Linked DNA regions of Rattus norvegicus: region 2 is linked to region 1. Evidence: chromatin contacts called from public Hi-C data. All regions are on one chromosome and are shown on one strand. Each heading gives the region's core, a stretch centred on a gene start, on an enhancer-like site or on the middle of the called end of the contact. The rest is flanking DNA. Distances are from core to core; before and after follow the strand shown.

The links. A called contact is a pair of places that touch in the nucleus more often than the background predicts.
Region 2: a Hi-C map of liver shows a contact between it and region 1, with 1.8 times the contacts expected there. The contact joins two enhancer-like sites. A contact is called at or near these places in 3 of 12 Hi-C or Micro-C datasets (kidney and liver).

What each region holds. Positions count from the first base shown.
Region 1 is chr6:99,947,181-99,950,707 of GRCr8, reverse strand. It overlaps Ppp2r5e (protein phosphatase 2 regulatory subunit B', epsilon), which reads left to right. Exons shown (of 12, transcript NM_001106740.1): 4 at 1,836-1,937. Among named protein-coding and RNA genes, the nearest start is that of Gphb5, 79 kb to the right of the region's middle. Within about 2 kb of position 1,802, at least 3 of the 93 cell types and tissues checked have an H3K27ac peak or open chromatin away from gene starts, as enhancers often do. A contact at or near this core is called in liver, where this site is marked.
Region 2 is chr6:99,989,395-99,993,162 of GRCr8, reverse strand. The region is part of intron 2 of Ppp2r5e (protein phosphatase 2 regulatory subunit B', epsilon); the gene reads left to right. Among named protein-coding and RNA genes, the nearest start is that of Ppp2r5e, 62 kb to the left of the region's middle. Within about 2 kb of position 2,087, at least 8 of the 93 cell types and tissues checked have an H3K27ac peak or open chromatin away from gene starts, as enhancers often do. A contact at or near this core is called in liver, where this site is marked.

The sequences.
Region 1 (3,527 bases), core at 553-3,052:
TCTAACCCCAATCTGTCCAGTCCAAGTCCAACTTCATATGTCTTGTTGCTTTTAGTATATCTTTAGCTGAACCTCTGAGTCTTTCTACCAAAGCAAGCAAACAAAACAAAACATCTTTTGCTTCCCAGTCTTTATCTTGGGAAACCATCCTTTGTTTATTTGTTTCTTTGTAAATGATTCACTTAATTAATTTTACGTGTGCGGGGTGTGTGTGTGTGTGTGTGTGTGTGTGCATGTATTTATGTGTATATGCATGGTACCTGTGAAGTTCAGAAGACGATGTCAGGGCCCCTGGTACTGGAGTTAATGGAAAGTTGTAAGCCACCACATGGGTACTGGGAATTGAACCTGGGACCTTTGGGAGAACAGTCAGTTTGCTTAACCACTGAGCTAGCATTTCAATGCCCTTTAACCACACATCCTGTTTGCTTTGCCATCCCCTAGTCTGAGCCACCTCTGTTCTTATCATACTACCTAAATTCTCTGGAACTGCTGGACTGATTTAAAAGGACAAATCAAGTCATGTGACTTCCCTGTGCGCCATCCATTACAACTTCCTGTTGTACTTCAAGAAACAGCCAATCATCTTTCATAGCTTACGCATCTATGTTGACTATTCATAACTAGGAAATGGGACATTGCAGCTTTAACTAGAATAGAATTTTCACGAAGGGTGGCTTTTCTTTGTTCACTATTATTTTCTCAGTGCCTAGAACAGAGTATACACCGATAAGTACTAATAAGAACTTGTAAACACATTGATCCCATGGGACTTCTAAAGCTTTTCTCCTTCCTTTCTCAAACCAGCACAGCAGCCAGGCACAGTACTTTAATCTCAGTACTCTGGAGGCAGAGGCAGGCAGGTGGATCCTGAGTTTGCAGCCAGCCCAGGTTCCACAGTGAAACACAAGAAAACTCAAAGCAGCACAGTGTAGCTCATCATTTTCTACCGTGTACAAAATCCTGCAAGGCCTCTCATGTTCTGTCCCTCTCCTCTGTCCCCTTCTATCCATTTCTCTGCTGTTCCTGTTTGAGTCTTCAGGTCAGAGGATGTGTCTGATTACAAGGTTAGGTGAATATGGAGCAGAAGAGCTAGCAAGGAAATGAAAAAGGAAGCCGAGAACAGCATTCGCAGGTTTAAGAAATAGCTGTTTTGTGATGACAGTCTTGTACTATGCATAGTAGGAAATCCGTTGAGTCTTCTTCGTCCTTCTTCAACAGTCTCCAGTCTTAAAGCTGGACAGTCAGCATCTAATTTAGATATCGCCTATGGCAAAGAAATGGTGAGTTGTGGGGCTTTAGACATACATGCAGCTCGTCAAGGGCTTCCACAGTAATTCCTAAACCATCTGGGACAAGATTAGGCTTGATTTTAAAGGATGTTAGGAAGGTTCTTAAATTTCTTTCCTGATCCAATTTTTTTTTTTAATGTGTGTGAATGTCAGAAGTTTCATTATGAGTTTAACAATAAATGTGTGAATTGTGAATGAGCCAGGGAAAGGAAGTGCTTTCAAGCCATTGGTAGTTCTGTGTATATTAGTGTAAATGGGTTTGTTAGAAGCACATTTGGTGGGTATGGAAACCAGTGGGGCTCTGACGGGACACGCCCGGCCAGCCACAGGGCTTGAGTAGGGTGTCAGTGAGGACAAGAAGTCCTGCTTCGGAGACGGCCAGATGTCACCCTTGGGCTTTCCAGATTTGCCTCTACGTGGTCGCAGCCCGGAGCCTGTGGAAAGAAGTCCCTGTTTTCAGTTCCGTGGCATTCCCTAATGCACTGTGTCCCCAGAGCACCGGCCAGAGGTACTTGGACCTGATTGCTGCTTGTTTATTTTTAGGTGTCTTGCAATATATTCAGAACTCTCCCTCCTAGTGACAGCAATGAATTCGACCCAGAAGAAGATGAACCTACCCTCGAGGCATCATGGCCCCACCTACAGGTACTCGACTTTTCAAATGTGTTATAAAGAAACTCCATTAACTCTTCCTGGTTAGCATGGGGATTCCTGGAAGGAAGAGACCAAATTAGAATAAATATTGGCAAATCAATGCATGCTTTTGTGTTTCATGTGCTTGCTAATTAGCATGCCAGAAGAGAGGAACTGGGTTTCAGTGCAAAACTTTTCCGTGACCCACTGGGTCTCTGTATTGCAGGTCCAATGCCTAGGTCTTACTCCCTTAACTGAACCATTTTACATCCTGCCCCTGGAAATTCAACCAGGAACAGAGCTCTTTTCATATTTGGGCTAGCTGCATGTGATTAGGTCACAGAATACATACCCCGGGTTCTTTTTTTTTTTTAAGTAGTAGGTGCCCGGGGACTTTGTATGCCTGTCTTTGCAATATCACTTAGTGGGTTTCCTTAGTTTATGCAAAGGTCAGAGCCATATGGCAGTGAGAGAGAGGAAGAGTGGAGAAAACTGTCAGGGCACCAGTGCCAGGCTGTCTACTTAGTTTACTTACGTATCAACTCCTTATTTTTGTGTCCTTTCTTGAGGCCAACGTTCCTTAAAAGAAGAAGACAGATGCTTGAATGTGTGGGCTCCTAAGCCAATTTCCCTTGAGTTGGAATGTTTGCAGAGGACAGTGAGAAATAACGTGAAGGAGAGGGAGGGTGGAAGAGAAGGACTGAGCTCTGTCCGTCAGCACCCGACAGGAGCCCCTGTGTGTGGTGCTCACTCACTGAGCTTGTGAAAGGCTCACAGGAATCTGCGTGTATGTTTTCCCCACGCTAGAGTTTTTTACGTAGACTTGCAACATGGCTAATCCTTTTTTAGTGCCTATAGGTTATTATGGGTACATTGCCTGCCGTTGTGGTTACGGGGCTCTTTCCAGGGCTATTTTCCACACCCTGTCCTCAGGCTTGTGGTCCTGTGTGATCCTCTGAGAGGACCAAGGTTGGGCAAGTTATGTTAGTTTTAATACTGTTTGGTCTCTTAGGTTATCTGGCTCTTCAGTCATCTGGTGAGTTATATATACTGTAAGAGATTTGTAGGCCTCTACTGTCTTTCTCATATGTATTTTCTGGATGATACAAAATTCAAAAACAAACAGATCAAAACCCCTTTGAATGGTGGAAATCTGGTTATATTTTATTGTTTTTTTTAAATGACTTCTTGTATGAGCATAGCAAACTTTTGTCATTTCCCTTCCCTAGTCTGTCACCTCTCTTTCTGTCATGGAGACTTCAGCAGGACTGCATCCTGCTCTGATTTTTTTTTTTTTTTTCAGTTTCTTTTCAGTTTTGGAAATAGATTCTTACTGTGTATGTATCCCAGAGGTCTACCGGGCTCTGCTGATTATGGCGTGTGCTACCATACCTGGCTTGATTTTTAAACCTGCTAAGTTGAATCAGGGTTGCTTGCATGAGCATGGGTCAGGGGTTATTTACTGGGTGATAAGGAAATTTGTCTTATTTGTAATGCTTGATACTAGCCAACTGGATTGAAATTTTGTCTGAGAGAAAATAAAATTTTTAAGAAAGTGTTTGTCTGAAAATGCCCTCCATCTCAAGGTGTGCATCCCAGTGA
Region 2 (3,768 bases), core at 838-3,337, 42 kb before region 1:
AAGTCTCCCTACTTGAATTCTTGTATTGTACTGTGCTAAGGCACTGCAGACCTTACCGATAATTGAGAGAGAATTGGGAAGAGTTCTGCAATTGCAGTATCACTCAGGCCTTGAACTTAGGTTAAAAAAAAAAAATCTATTGCCAAAATTGTTTTCAATTACAGCTGGACTCTGTGATTGTTAGCTCTTCCTATTGCTGGGGAAGAAGTACTTGACAAAGGCAGCCTAAGGGAGGAGAAGTTTATTTGTCTCAGTTTAGAGCAGTGGTTCTCAACCTCAGTCATGCGACCCTTAATATTCCTCTTGTGGCGATGATCCTCAACCATAAAGTTACTTTCATTGCTACTTTATAACTAATTATTTTGCTACTGTTACCAATCATAGTGTAAACATCTGGTTGGTATAAGACGCCTATAAAAGTGTTATTTAACCCCCAGAAGAGTTGAGACCCCCCGGTTGACAACCCCTGTTTGAGCAGGTCCCACCCATCATGGTGTGGAAGGCATTGCAATGGAAGCTTACAGTAGCTGGTCATATCCAGTTGTTAGACAGAAACTGGAGCGCTCAGAGCAGAAGGGCCTTAGTGGCCTCTGTTCGTCAGATACATCTCAAAAGTTCCAGAACTTACTGGAATAGTGTCACTAAGCTGGGAAACACGTTGTGTGTGGGGGTGCGGTGGGTGGGGGGGAGCAGGAGAGGGAGAGGGAGAGAGAGAGAGAGAGACTTCAGATTTAACTACAACAGACATTCCTTTCAATATTGTTGAAAGCAGAGAAACTACCAGACTTGCAAAATAATTGGTTTTCTAATTGTAAGCTATTCATTTTCTTAGCATTTATACCAGGATGTCAGCTGGCCCTATCTGGTGAGAGAAGGGAAGAAGTGAGCTATGCTCTGGTTGGGGATTAGAGAGCATTAAGTCTGTCTTGGTGTGCATCTCCTTTGTAAATTTGAGTAGGGAGGATTTTGAAAGGTTAACTGAACAAAGAGGACTCAGTTTAGAGATAAGCAGGGTTCAGGCAGATAGCATAAGGAAGTCAGTGCTTTGGAGATGAAGTCCCTTAGAAAGTTATATGTGGAGCAGTGTTGGCCAAGCTCATTAATTGCCGGAGTTAGCTGTGGGCATGTCAGGGTTCACCGTGGGATCCTTTTCTGCTTTTTGAGTATAAACATTTACACAACAAAGTAACACAAGGCGCATTTGCCTTTGCAAAGTGCTGTCTGTGTCTTCCAGGTTGAGGGTCGTTGTCTTTTGGCAGTGTTAACACTCCTAGTTCCAGTGCCCATAACAAAATAAAGCATTATGTTAAATTGAGACAAAAGAAAGTCCCAACGTCTGACGATTTTTGACTTATAAAATTGGAAATTTCCTACAGTTCAACCTAATATGGAGTACATGTATTTTTTTTTCCCCCTCTGCCAGTTTCTTTTTACTAGTGTGAATGTAATCTGCAGGCTCAGAGAAGCCTCTTCAGGCTTTTCTATTCTCTGGGGCTGTCATTTCTGGGTATGATTTATCAGGAAGAATTTACATGTGCTGACAGTACTCTCCTGGGTGCTGCCTACACAGAATTAGGTAGACAGCCACTTCTTGGTTTTATTGTGCCAGCCTTGGAAGTCAGCGCTGTGCTCATTCTCTGTGTTGTAAGGGTGGGTCAACAAACCAGTCGGTTCATTTGGCAAAGTGCCGTGTGAACAGGTGAGCATGCTTGGGGCAGACAGGTGGAGCTGCCACCTGTGTAATACTCAGGAGCTTTCCATAAGGAGAAGTTAATCTTCCAAAGAGCCCTGAGTGCAAGTCTGTGCAATTTCAGTATTATGAAAGCAGGGAGTGATGGACAGGAGACAGATGCTCTTTTCCCCCTTTTGAGAGATAATTAGGACCTAGAGAAGTGAAGGGATTTACTCTGTTGTAGAGGCAAATTAGAAGTGGAGGCAGATCTTGTGCATTCTCAGTGTATATCCCAGATCCCGAACCAGGTATTGTCAAAATATGCTGGGGCAGGCCAGGGCACCGCTCTGTAATAGAGCAGAGCATAGCCCAGGGCTGGATTCCCTCCCCAGTGTCCTGAGTGTCCAGTTTGCACTGGGCCTCCTGGAGGTCCCTGAGATGACTCACAGCCTGTGAAGTCACCCTTTTTATAACAGTACTGACAATACATGCTTTTATTTTCTCATGAGCAGATCATGGAGTTTTCTAGAAGCTGTTCAATACTTCAAAAAAATTAAGCCAGAGTGGGCTTGAGATTTTGGATACTAGTACTTTCTAAATGAACATTAAAGAACTTTACAAAAATGTGAGTTGATGTAACTACTCTTACTAATTTGTTTTGAAAATACAGTTCCTATGCAACTTACGTGGGCTGTGGCTATGGCTCAGTGGTATGTTTGTCTCCTGGATGCAGGGCCCTGGCCTCAACCCCTAGCCCTATTTTAATTACTTTATTTGTTTTAACTTTTAGCAGACAGTCTTAACTGTGTAGTCCTGACTCGCCTGGAACTTAAAGAGTTCTGACTCTGACTCCTGAGTGCTGGAATCGAGGGCATGTCCTGTGACACCCAGTAAGCACCACGGCTGTTTTAAAATGTATGTGTGGATAGCTATTGATTTGGATCTGGAGTAGTCCCAAAGGCTTTATGTATTTGCTTTGTTTTTCCTGCTGGTTATTTAGTATCTGTGTGTTGATGGCTTGGTTGCCATCCTGTGGCAATGCTGGGAGAAAATGGAGCCTTAGGAGGAAGGGGCTCCTTTCAGGGAGTTAGGTCACTGGCTGTGCGCTCTGGGAGATGATATTAGGATCTCCTTTGTTCTTCTTTGGTTCTCAGTTGCTATGAAGAGGATAGACTTCTTCCACTATGCCCTCCCTCCTTGTACACTATTGTGCCACAGCGCAAAGCACAAAGGCCAAGAAGCTCAGACAGCCTTTTTCTTCTATTATTTCTGGTAATAAGAAAAAAATTTTCTTTTCTCTTCTTTTCTTTTCTTTTTCTTTTTCTTTCTTTTTTTTTTTTTTTTTAGAGCTGAGACCCAAACCCAAGGCTTGGCACTTGCTGGGCAAGCATGCTACTGCCAAGTTACATCCTCAACCTCTAAAATAGTTTTTAAAATTATTATTATTTTTTATTTTGTGTGCATATGTGTGTGTTTTATGTGTGCTACCATACTGTAGTGTAAATGTGGAAGTCAGAGGATAAGTTAGTGATCTTCCTTCTACCACACATGTCCTGGGGACAGAAGTCAGGTCGCTAGGTTTGGCAGCAGGTCTCTCCCCACTGAGCCATCACATCCCTGCCTCAGAAATGTTGTCAGAGTGACAGAACCCTCCAGGACAAAACCTAAGTGATGCTTACTTTACTTTCTGGATGTGTTTCCAGCTCTCTATTTTGTGGGTACCATGATTATAGTTTTCCTAATAAGTAAGAAATAGTCTGGTAGACAATTGTTATAATTTTTGATTTATCCCCCATATAAATCATTTAGTTAATGTATCTTATTTTTATTTCCAAAAGCCAAATCACACAAAAGTGGAAATAACTCTCCTAGAAAATTTGTGATGGTATTTTTTTTTTTATTTGTATAAAGAGTTTGTTTTACTTTCTATCCCTGTGTGCACATTGGGCGTGCTTGCATGTGCATGCACTCACACAGGGAAGTGTAATTGTAATCAATATGAAAGCGAAATGAGGCAGAGCTTACACTCACTGTGTTGAATGTATTCATTTCTAAAAAACTATGGTGCTACAACTTACTAGATCAACTTTTAAAAA